2 separate regions of the Mus musculus genome follow, and region 2 is linked to region 1. A link is a contact called in public promoter capture Hi-C data. All regions are on one chromosome and are shown on one strand. Each heading gives the region's core, a stretch centred on a gene start, on an enhancer-like site or on the middle of the called end of the contact. The rest is flanking DNA. Distances are from core to core; before and after follow the strand shown. Region 1 overlaps Klhdc10 (kelch domain containing 10). Region 2 overlaps 2210408F21Rik (RIKEN cDNA 2210408F21 gene).

Region 1 (4,254 bases), core at 213-2,712:
AAGACCCTGGCACCAAGTACAGGGACAAACACAAGGCCACACAAGACTGAAGGGAAACACGAGGTATATATTTATGACCTTGTATTTGGCAAAGGATCCTTGTAAATCACACCAAAACATGAACAAAAGGAAAGAAATAGCTAGACTTCATCAAAATGTAAAAGATCAGTGTGTGCTTTTAGCAACACAACTAAGAAACTGATAAAATAGGAGGAAACACACATATAAATGTTAAATTATATAAACAAAGGACTTAAGTCTAAAATATATAAAGAACTCTTAAAACAACAAAAAGACAACCCAATTAAAAACAGGATGGGACATTTAAACTTGACCCAAGATGGAGTTATCATAGAGAAAGGAGCTTCAGTTGAGGAAATGCCTCCATGAGACCCAGCTATAAGGCATTTTCTCAATTAGTGATCAAGGGGGAAAGGCCCCTTGTGGATGGGACCATCTCTGGGCTGGTAATCTTGGTTCTATAAGAGAGCAGGCTGAGCAAGCCAGGGGAAGCAAGCCAGTAAAGAACATCCCTCCATGGCCTCTGCATCAGCTCCTGCTTCCTGACCTGCTTGAGTTCCAGTCCTGACTTTCTTTGGTGATGAACAGCAGCATGGAAGTGTAAGCCGAATAAACCCTTTCCTCCCCGACTGCTTCTTGGTCATGATGTGTGTGCAGGAAGAGAAACCCTGACTAAGATACTCCCTAACAAGGAAACAGCCACAGACAAATGGTCAACACGCACATAAAAACATGCTTGGCATTGTTAGTCACTGAAGGAAAACACATCAAAAACTACAATGAAGACAGGAAGGTGCAACGCCTACAGCCCAGCCACTGAGGCTGAAGTTGCTTCAGCTCAGGAGTCTAAGACAGAACAACACGAAGACCTGGTCTAAAAACAAGAGCGTTAAGATTCTATTTCACAGATATTAAAATAGTTGGTATAAAGACTCAGAAAGTGAGATGACAAGTGTTTGGGAAGATGGACAAAGTGCTGGTGGAAATGTAAAATTCCACTTGCTCTGGAAAACTGTCTGGATATTCATCAAGTGGCTAAACATATTCCACAGAAATACTTGAGTTCCAGTCCTTGTACAATTCAGCAATTGTACTCCGGGTATTTACCTAAGGGAAACACATAACCAGACATCTGTACACAGGTCTACACGCAGCAGCAGAACACTTAACAGTCAAAAACTAAAAACATCCCAAGTACATATCAACAGATGATTTGGTAAATTAATATGGGAAGGATAAAAACAAACCATGGGAGGGGAGCCGTGACGGCTCAGCTGGTAAAGGTGCTTGTCGTGATGCTCTGGGTCTGATCCCTGGGACCCCAGGGTAGAAAAGAGAACTAACTCCCAAAAGACTTGTTCTTTGACCTCTACATGTACAGCCTGGCCCTTGTGTGCACACAAATGCACACGCGTACACTCAAACAAATAAATGTCAATAAATAAATCAATGAAGTCGGGGTCAGAAAGATGACTCATGGATTAGAACACTTGCTTCATAATCATGAAGACCAAAGCTCAGGTCCCAACACCCATATAACATACCTTAACCCCAGCTCCAAGGGGACCGGAGATTGGTCGATTGTTGGAGCTTGCTGCTTCTAGCCTACTTGAAACAAAAGAAACCCCAACTTCAGCTGAGATCCTGCCTTAAAAAAATAGGCAGAGTGAAAGAGAAGGATATCCAATGCCCTCTTTTGTCCTCTGTGCAGGCATTGCTACACAGAACCACACACATAAACATACAGACACAGAAATAAATCAACCTTTAAAGGGGGTCGGGTGGCTGGAGAGATGGCTCAGTGGTTAAGAATACTGACTGCTCTTCCAAAGGTCCTGAATTCAATTCCCAGCAACCACATGGTGGCTCCAACCATCTGTGTCTGAAGACAGCTACAGTGTACTCACATACATAAAATAAACAAATCTTTAAAAAAAAAGAGAAAATATAAAAGAGAGAGAGAGGGTGCGAGCGAGCGAGAGCAAGCAGGACTGTGCAGTGCATGCCTTTAATCCTAACACTTGGTATTATTCTTGAGCTCTAAAGCATAAAATTGTGCCATTGCCAAGAAAATCAATGGAACTAAGATCACAGTAAAGGACTGAGGTCATAGACAGGTGGTGAGAGTGCACACCTTCAATTCCAGCACTTAGGAGACAGAGACTAGAGGATCTTTATGAGTTCAAGGCCAGCCTGGACTACAGAGAGAATTCCACGACAGCCACAGCTACATAGAGAAACCCTGTCTTGAAAAACAAAGCAAAACAAACAAATAGAAACATATAAATAAATAAGGAAAAAAAGGAATAGAAGAGAGAGGGCTCTGAGAGTAAGAGAACTGGCTACTCTTCTTTGGTCCTGAATTCAATTCCCAGCAACCACAAAGTGGCTCACAAACATCTATAATAGGATCTAATGCCCTCTTCTGGCATGCACAAAAGCAGAGCATTCATACATTTAAAAAAAATAGATGAATAAAAAAATTTAAATATGGCCGGGCGGTAGTGGCGCACGCCTTTAATCCCAGCACTCAGGAGGCAGAGGCAGGTGGATTTCTGAGTTCGAGACCAGCCTGGTCTACAAAGTGAGTTCCAGGACAGCTATACAGAGAAACACTGTCTCAAAAAATCAAAAAACAAACAAACAAAAATTTTAAATATGGCATGTTCTCTCCTATATCCCTGACTGCCCTGGAACCTATTTTTTTTTTTTTAAAAGGGTACCAGCAAGATGGCGTGACAACTAAAGGCACCAGAAGCCTGATGACCTAAGTTCCATCCCTAGAACACACACAAAGAAAGGAGAGTACCAACTCCTAAAGCTGTCTTCTAACCTCTCCATCTGTGCCATGGCACATGTGAGCTCACAGACACGCAACAGTAAGCAAATGTGAAGAGGGCTGGAGTATTGCAGGAAATGTGAACATCAAGAAATGAATGTAAGACAGGTGGATCTAGGAGTTCAAGACCAGCCTGGTCTACAGAGCAAGTTCCAGGGCAGCCAGAAACAAGGGGCGGGGAGGGGGGGGGAGGGGAGGGGGAGAGGGAGAAAGAAATACCCTCAAAAGCCTGCAGCCACACACGTCTTTTTATCTGTTTTAAAGATGTATTACTTTATGTATATGGGTCTTTTGTCTGCAAGTCTGTCTGTATTATCAGAAGAGGGCATTGGATCCCATAGGGTTATGTTATGAGTTGATGTGTTGCTAGGAATTGAACCCAGGATCTCTGGAAGAGCAGCCAGTGCTCTTAACTGCTGAGCCATCTCTCAAGTCCCCTATTTCTTTTTTAAGAGAGTGTGTGTGTATGTGTACGTGCATGTGCACACATCTCCTAGAGCTGGAGTTTCAGGCAGCTGTGCACCACTATGTGGGTGCTGGGAACTGAACTACAGACCTCTGCAAAAGCAGTGCTCACTAAGCCAGCTCTCCAGCTCACCAATACTAAGGATTCAAAAGGCTGAGCAAGCCGGGCAGTGGTGGCACACGCCTTTAATCCCAGCACTTGGGAGGTAGAGGCAGACGGATTTCTGAGTTCGAGGCCAGCCTGGTCTACAAAGTGAGTTCCAGGACAGCCAGGGCTACACAGAGAAACCCTGTCTCGGAAAAAAATAAAATAAAATAAAATAAAATAAAATAAATAAATAAATAAAACCACAATATTTTGGAGGCAGAGGCAGGCAGATTTCTGAGTTTGAGGCCAGCCTGGTCCACAGAGAGAGTTCCAGGACAACCAGGGATATACAGAGAAACCCTGTCTCAAAAAACCAAACAAACAACAAAAAAAAAAGAGCACTGGCTCTGCTTCTCCAGAGGACCAGGGTTCAACTCCCAGAATCCACATGGTGGCTCACAACACAATCAATAATTCCAGTTCCAGGGAATCTGATGCTCTCTTCTGATCTCTGAGAGCACCCAGTATACACATGGTACACAGATAGACACATACATGCAAGGAAAACACATGTATACATTTTTAAAAATAGAAAGTAAAAGTTTAGCCAGGCATAATGCGCATTCTTGTAACCCCAGCACTTGAGAAGCAGAAGCAGAAGGATTTCCACACATTCCCAGCCAGAATGGGCAACACAGTAACACTAACTCAAAAACAAGGGGCTTGTAGGTCAAGGTGGTACAAGGTTTTAATCCCAGTACTCGGGAGACAGAAGCAGGAAGATCTCTGTGAGTCTGAGGCCAGTCTGGTCATATAGTGAGTTCCAGTCAGCCAGGGCTAC
Region 2 (4,109 bases), core at 601-3,100, 930 kb before region 1:
TCGCCCTTTATGAGAACACCTGTCGCCCCATGTCTGAAATAATAGCAACTGACCAAAACAAGCTTAACCCAGTTTTCTCACCAACAGTGACCTAACTGTATTAGTTATCTCATTACTGTGACAAAACGTTGACAGGCAACTTAATGAAGGAAGGGCTTACAGTTCTAAAGGACACAGTCCACAAGGATGGGAAGGCACAGCAGCAGGTGCTTGAGGTGGGCGGTCACACTGCACCCACAGTCAGAATGCAGAGACAGATGGATACTGTGTTTAGTCTCAGATGATGCCAGCTCCTGGGGTGGTATCACCTGCCTTGAGGGTGAATCTTCCACTCTCAGTAAAGCTGATCTAGATAACCTCTCACTGACAGAGCCAGGCTGATTCTAAATCCCACCAAGCTGACAATTAAGATTAACAGTCACACTAACCATCATTCTGCCAGCAGAAAACTCTGCAGGAAGACCATACTGTTCAATATCTTTAGGGCATGCTATATAATCTGTTGTCCCCTGTAGGAGGCTTGGTCCCCAGTGTGGTGGTAATGAGGTGGTAGGGCCTAGCAACAAATAATCAGAGCTTGGGGACATTTCCCATGTAAGCAGATTGATGCTGCTTTACTGAATCCCACCTTGCCATGTGACCTCCTCTACATGCACATCCACCGTTGTGAAGCCATCTACAATGAGGTCCAACAGACCAAGCACATGCCAGTATCATGCTCTTGAGTGACTAGACTCCTGAGCTAAATAATACAGAGTATCCTGCCTCCAGCATTTTGTTATAGTAACACAAAATGACCTGATGTATAGTCTAATGGGGAGTTGTTACTTAACCAAAATAAAATTTTGGAAGTAATAATAATGAAGGATGCACAAAATTGAAAGCATACTTTTTAAAAACTGTGCCACTCGGACCCCACTGCTGACATATTCCAAGCTCATGCTGTGCCAATGGCCTACACCCCCAGTCCAAGATCATGTGTGATCTTTATGCCATTAAATTGTATATTTAAAAATGTCCAGTGATGACACACACCTTAAATCCCTATACTGGGGAAGCAAACGAAGGCAGATCTCTTATTTTGAGGCCAGCCTGATCTACAGAGTGAGTTGCTGGACAGGTGGGGGCTGTTACACAGAGAAACTCTGCCTGGAAACAAACAAACAAACAAACAAACAAACAAACAACCCCCCCCCCAAAATATCCAAAGGTAAACTTCATGCTATGTCTATTTTAACACACACACACACCACAAATGTGAGTGTCATTGCTGCTGGCTTCCTTTTTGCTAGTGTTTGCTTTGAGATAGAATGTCACGTGGCTGCAGCAAGCTCTGAGTCACTCACCACCTGACCCCCATCTCCTAAGCTCTGGAAGCTTCCCTCTGTGCTCTCTGTGAACAGTAATTTTCAAAATGCTTCCCAATATCCAGTTTGGGGCTCTGCCAGCATCTGAATTTTTTTCCAGAGCCAGGCTTAGGTTTCCTGAATATTTTTGCCATTCCTATGACAAATGAAAAGGAGATTAGCTCCCCCAGCTGCTGTCTGTGTCTCTGTCAGTCGGAAGAGATACGGAGCTACTTGAGAGCTCAAGGATCCAGAACTACTTGGGCTGGGTGTCTGCATATTTAGAGTTAGCCTGAATTGGTGTCTGCTTCCTTGTGCTCTTGCTAAGTGGGAGCTAGCAGGATCCTGATTTGTTAAACTTAATCCAGAATTATGACAACAAAACCTCAATTAGCTGCCAATACTTTGGGCATCTTTTCCTGATCGATAACACCTTTTTCCTGTTAGCTCGATACAGCCTTGTGACCCAAGGCTCTGGAATGGATCAACACGCCTACGCCTGCACACAGCTCTGTGTCTCCATGGAAACAGCTTGTCAGGCCCTGCTTGGCTGCAGGTACTGAAGACCTCTCATTTGCAGCCTGGGTTCCACACAGATTCGGTCTTAACAATCTGGCAGGTGTTAAGAGCCCCATCCTCTCTAGCTGCCAGGGTCTGACCTCAGCGTGAAACCTTTCTGCATTGCATGGCGAAGTCCCCAGCTCCAGTGACATATAGGTGGTCCTCAGGGGGAATGGAAGGGTCTCTGCCCTAGGCTCCTCCCAACAGGTCTTCCTTCCTTGCCATTATCCCTCACCTCCACCCACAAAAGCCTGGAGTCATCCGAATGCCTCTGGCCTTCCCGGGAGTGCTTCTCAGACCCTCCTCTCTGCATCCCTGCTGCCCCTGGCAAGCCTGGACCCATATCATTTCCTTTTCGAGGTACTGTAATTCCTCCACACTGGCCCTAGGACTACTGGGCACCCATTTTCCATCGTGCAGTCACTTTCTGGAAACATATCATAATAGCATATCATAAAAAGAGGCTTTGGAGGTCAGGAGATGTAGGACAGAGGGAGACTGAATAACAGATACGGGCTAGAAAGCAATGATAACATAACAGGGTGAATACAGTTTGTACAACTTACTCCACACTTACAAAGAGCTAGAAGAGAGGCCTTTGCAGGCTCCAGACACAAAGACATGACAGATGTCCAAGAAGACGGAAAGGCCAATCCTGCTGACTTGATGTGTGCACACTGCATGTATGGATCATGTGATGTGTGCACATTGCATGTATGGACTGAATCATCACACTCTACCCTATAAACATAAACAGTTATGACATGCCAATTAAAATAAGTTAAAAATAAGATATCAGAGCCCAAATGTCAAAACTTGAATACACTCATCAGATTTTTTTCTTTTGTGTGTATTAATTCCCATATAATGCAATGCAGAAGGAATATAACTTGAGTACTCCAAGAACTCTGAGATGTTTTGTACTTGGGCTGGACACCATGTGTTAGGTGTTCTAGAAACGGAATTGACTAGGAACAGAGTCCTAACTTTAACTAACTTGTAACTTCCTCTAGGATTCTGGTTATGTCTGGTGGGAAAGTCTGAGTCAGGATGAAGCTGATTTCTTTTATGAAATGCTCATCTTGCTTTAAAATTTATTAAATAAAAACCCCAAAATATTATTAATGAGAAATAAAAGAAGTAACTTATAATTTTCTTGAGAAACATTTGTATAAAGTTTGATTGAAAACAAAATATGGGACTGGGACTGAAGCTGTGTGGTACATGGGTGAGGAGGCTCAGTCCCTAGAGTATGGGGACACACACACACACACACACACACACACACTTACATGCCCAAAAAACATCAATATCCTTCCTTCATACTAGGACAGTTAGTGGCTCCCACTGCACTAAGGTAGACTTCAGACCCTGTAAAAGACAGCAAGACCATGCTGTTATGGACTGAGCCAGCTCACTTCCCTGACACATCCTCTCTTCTCCTTTTCCCTGAACATTCTGACAGCGGCTGCTCTGCACCTATGCTCCTCCCCGGCCTCTGCAACTTGGCACTACAACCTGCTCCTGGCTCTGTGGTATGGCCTCTTCTTGCCTGTCCTCATTTCTTTTCTGTTACTGGGATCAAATGCTTTGACCAAAAAGCAACATATGGGGAGAAAATGGATTTTGTTTTCTTTTGTTTTTCTTTTGGCTCACAATTCCAGGTTATAGTCTATGACTGCAGGGGATTCGAGGCAGAAACCTGAAGCAGCTAGACACGTCACATCCTCAGTCAAAGCAGAGGAAGACTGGACAGTGCTTGCTTAGCTTGTGCTTGCTGGCTTGTGCTCAGCTCCCTCTCTGTGTTTATTCTTTCTAAGACCCAAACCCAAGGAAGGGTGCTGCCCCCATCCAGGGTGGGCCTCCCCCTGATGAATGCACTTAGGAAAAATCTGTCACAGGTGTGCCCTCTGGCTAACCTGATTGTGCTAATTACTTTTCTTTTGCTGTAGTTAAAACACCATGATCAGGGTCTAGAGGGATGGTCCAGTGGTTAAGAGTACCTACCAGCTGCTCTTCTAGAGGACTGGGGTTCAAGTCCCAGCACCCACATGGTGGCTCACAACTATCTGTAGCTACAGTTCCAAGGAATCTGACACTCTCACACAGACATATATGTAGGCAAAACACCAATGCACACAAAATAAAGATAGTTTGTTTTTTGTTTTTTTTTTTAAGCATGAGTCATTCAATTTATAGAAG

Evidence for each region. Promoter capture Hi-C pulls out the DNA fragments that hold promoters and counts their contacts.
Region 2: a contact with region 1 is called in a promoter capture Hi-C map of liver, with 2.2 times the contacts expected there. The contact joins two enhancer-like sites. A contact is called at or near these places in 3 of 39 promoter capture datasets (embryonic stem cells, liver and stem cell-derived epiblast-like cells).

What each region holds. Positions count from the first base shown.
Region 1 is chr6:30,407,134-30,411,387 of GRCm38.p6, reverse strand. All of the region lies in intron 1 of Klhdc10 (kelch domain containing 10), which reads right to left. Among named protein-coding and RNA genes, the nearest start is that of Klhdc10, 7.4 kb to the right of the region's middle. Within about 2 kb of position 1,462, at least 5 of the 459 cell types and tissues checked have an H3K27ac peak or open chromatin away from gene starts, as enhancers often do. A contact at or near this core is called in liver, where this site is marked.
Region 2 is chr6:31,337,347-31,341,455 of GRCm38.p6, reverse strand. It overlaps 2210408F21Rik (RIKEN cDNA 2210408F21 gene), which reads right to left. Exons shown (of 6, transcript NR_040262.1): 6 at 4,061-4,109. Among named protein-coding and RNA genes, the nearest start is that of Mkln1os, 59 kb to the left of the region's middle. Within about 2 kb of position 1,850, at least 61 of the 459 cell types and tissues checked have an H3K27ac peak or open chromatin away from gene starts, as enhancers often do. A contact at or near this core is called in liver, where this site is marked.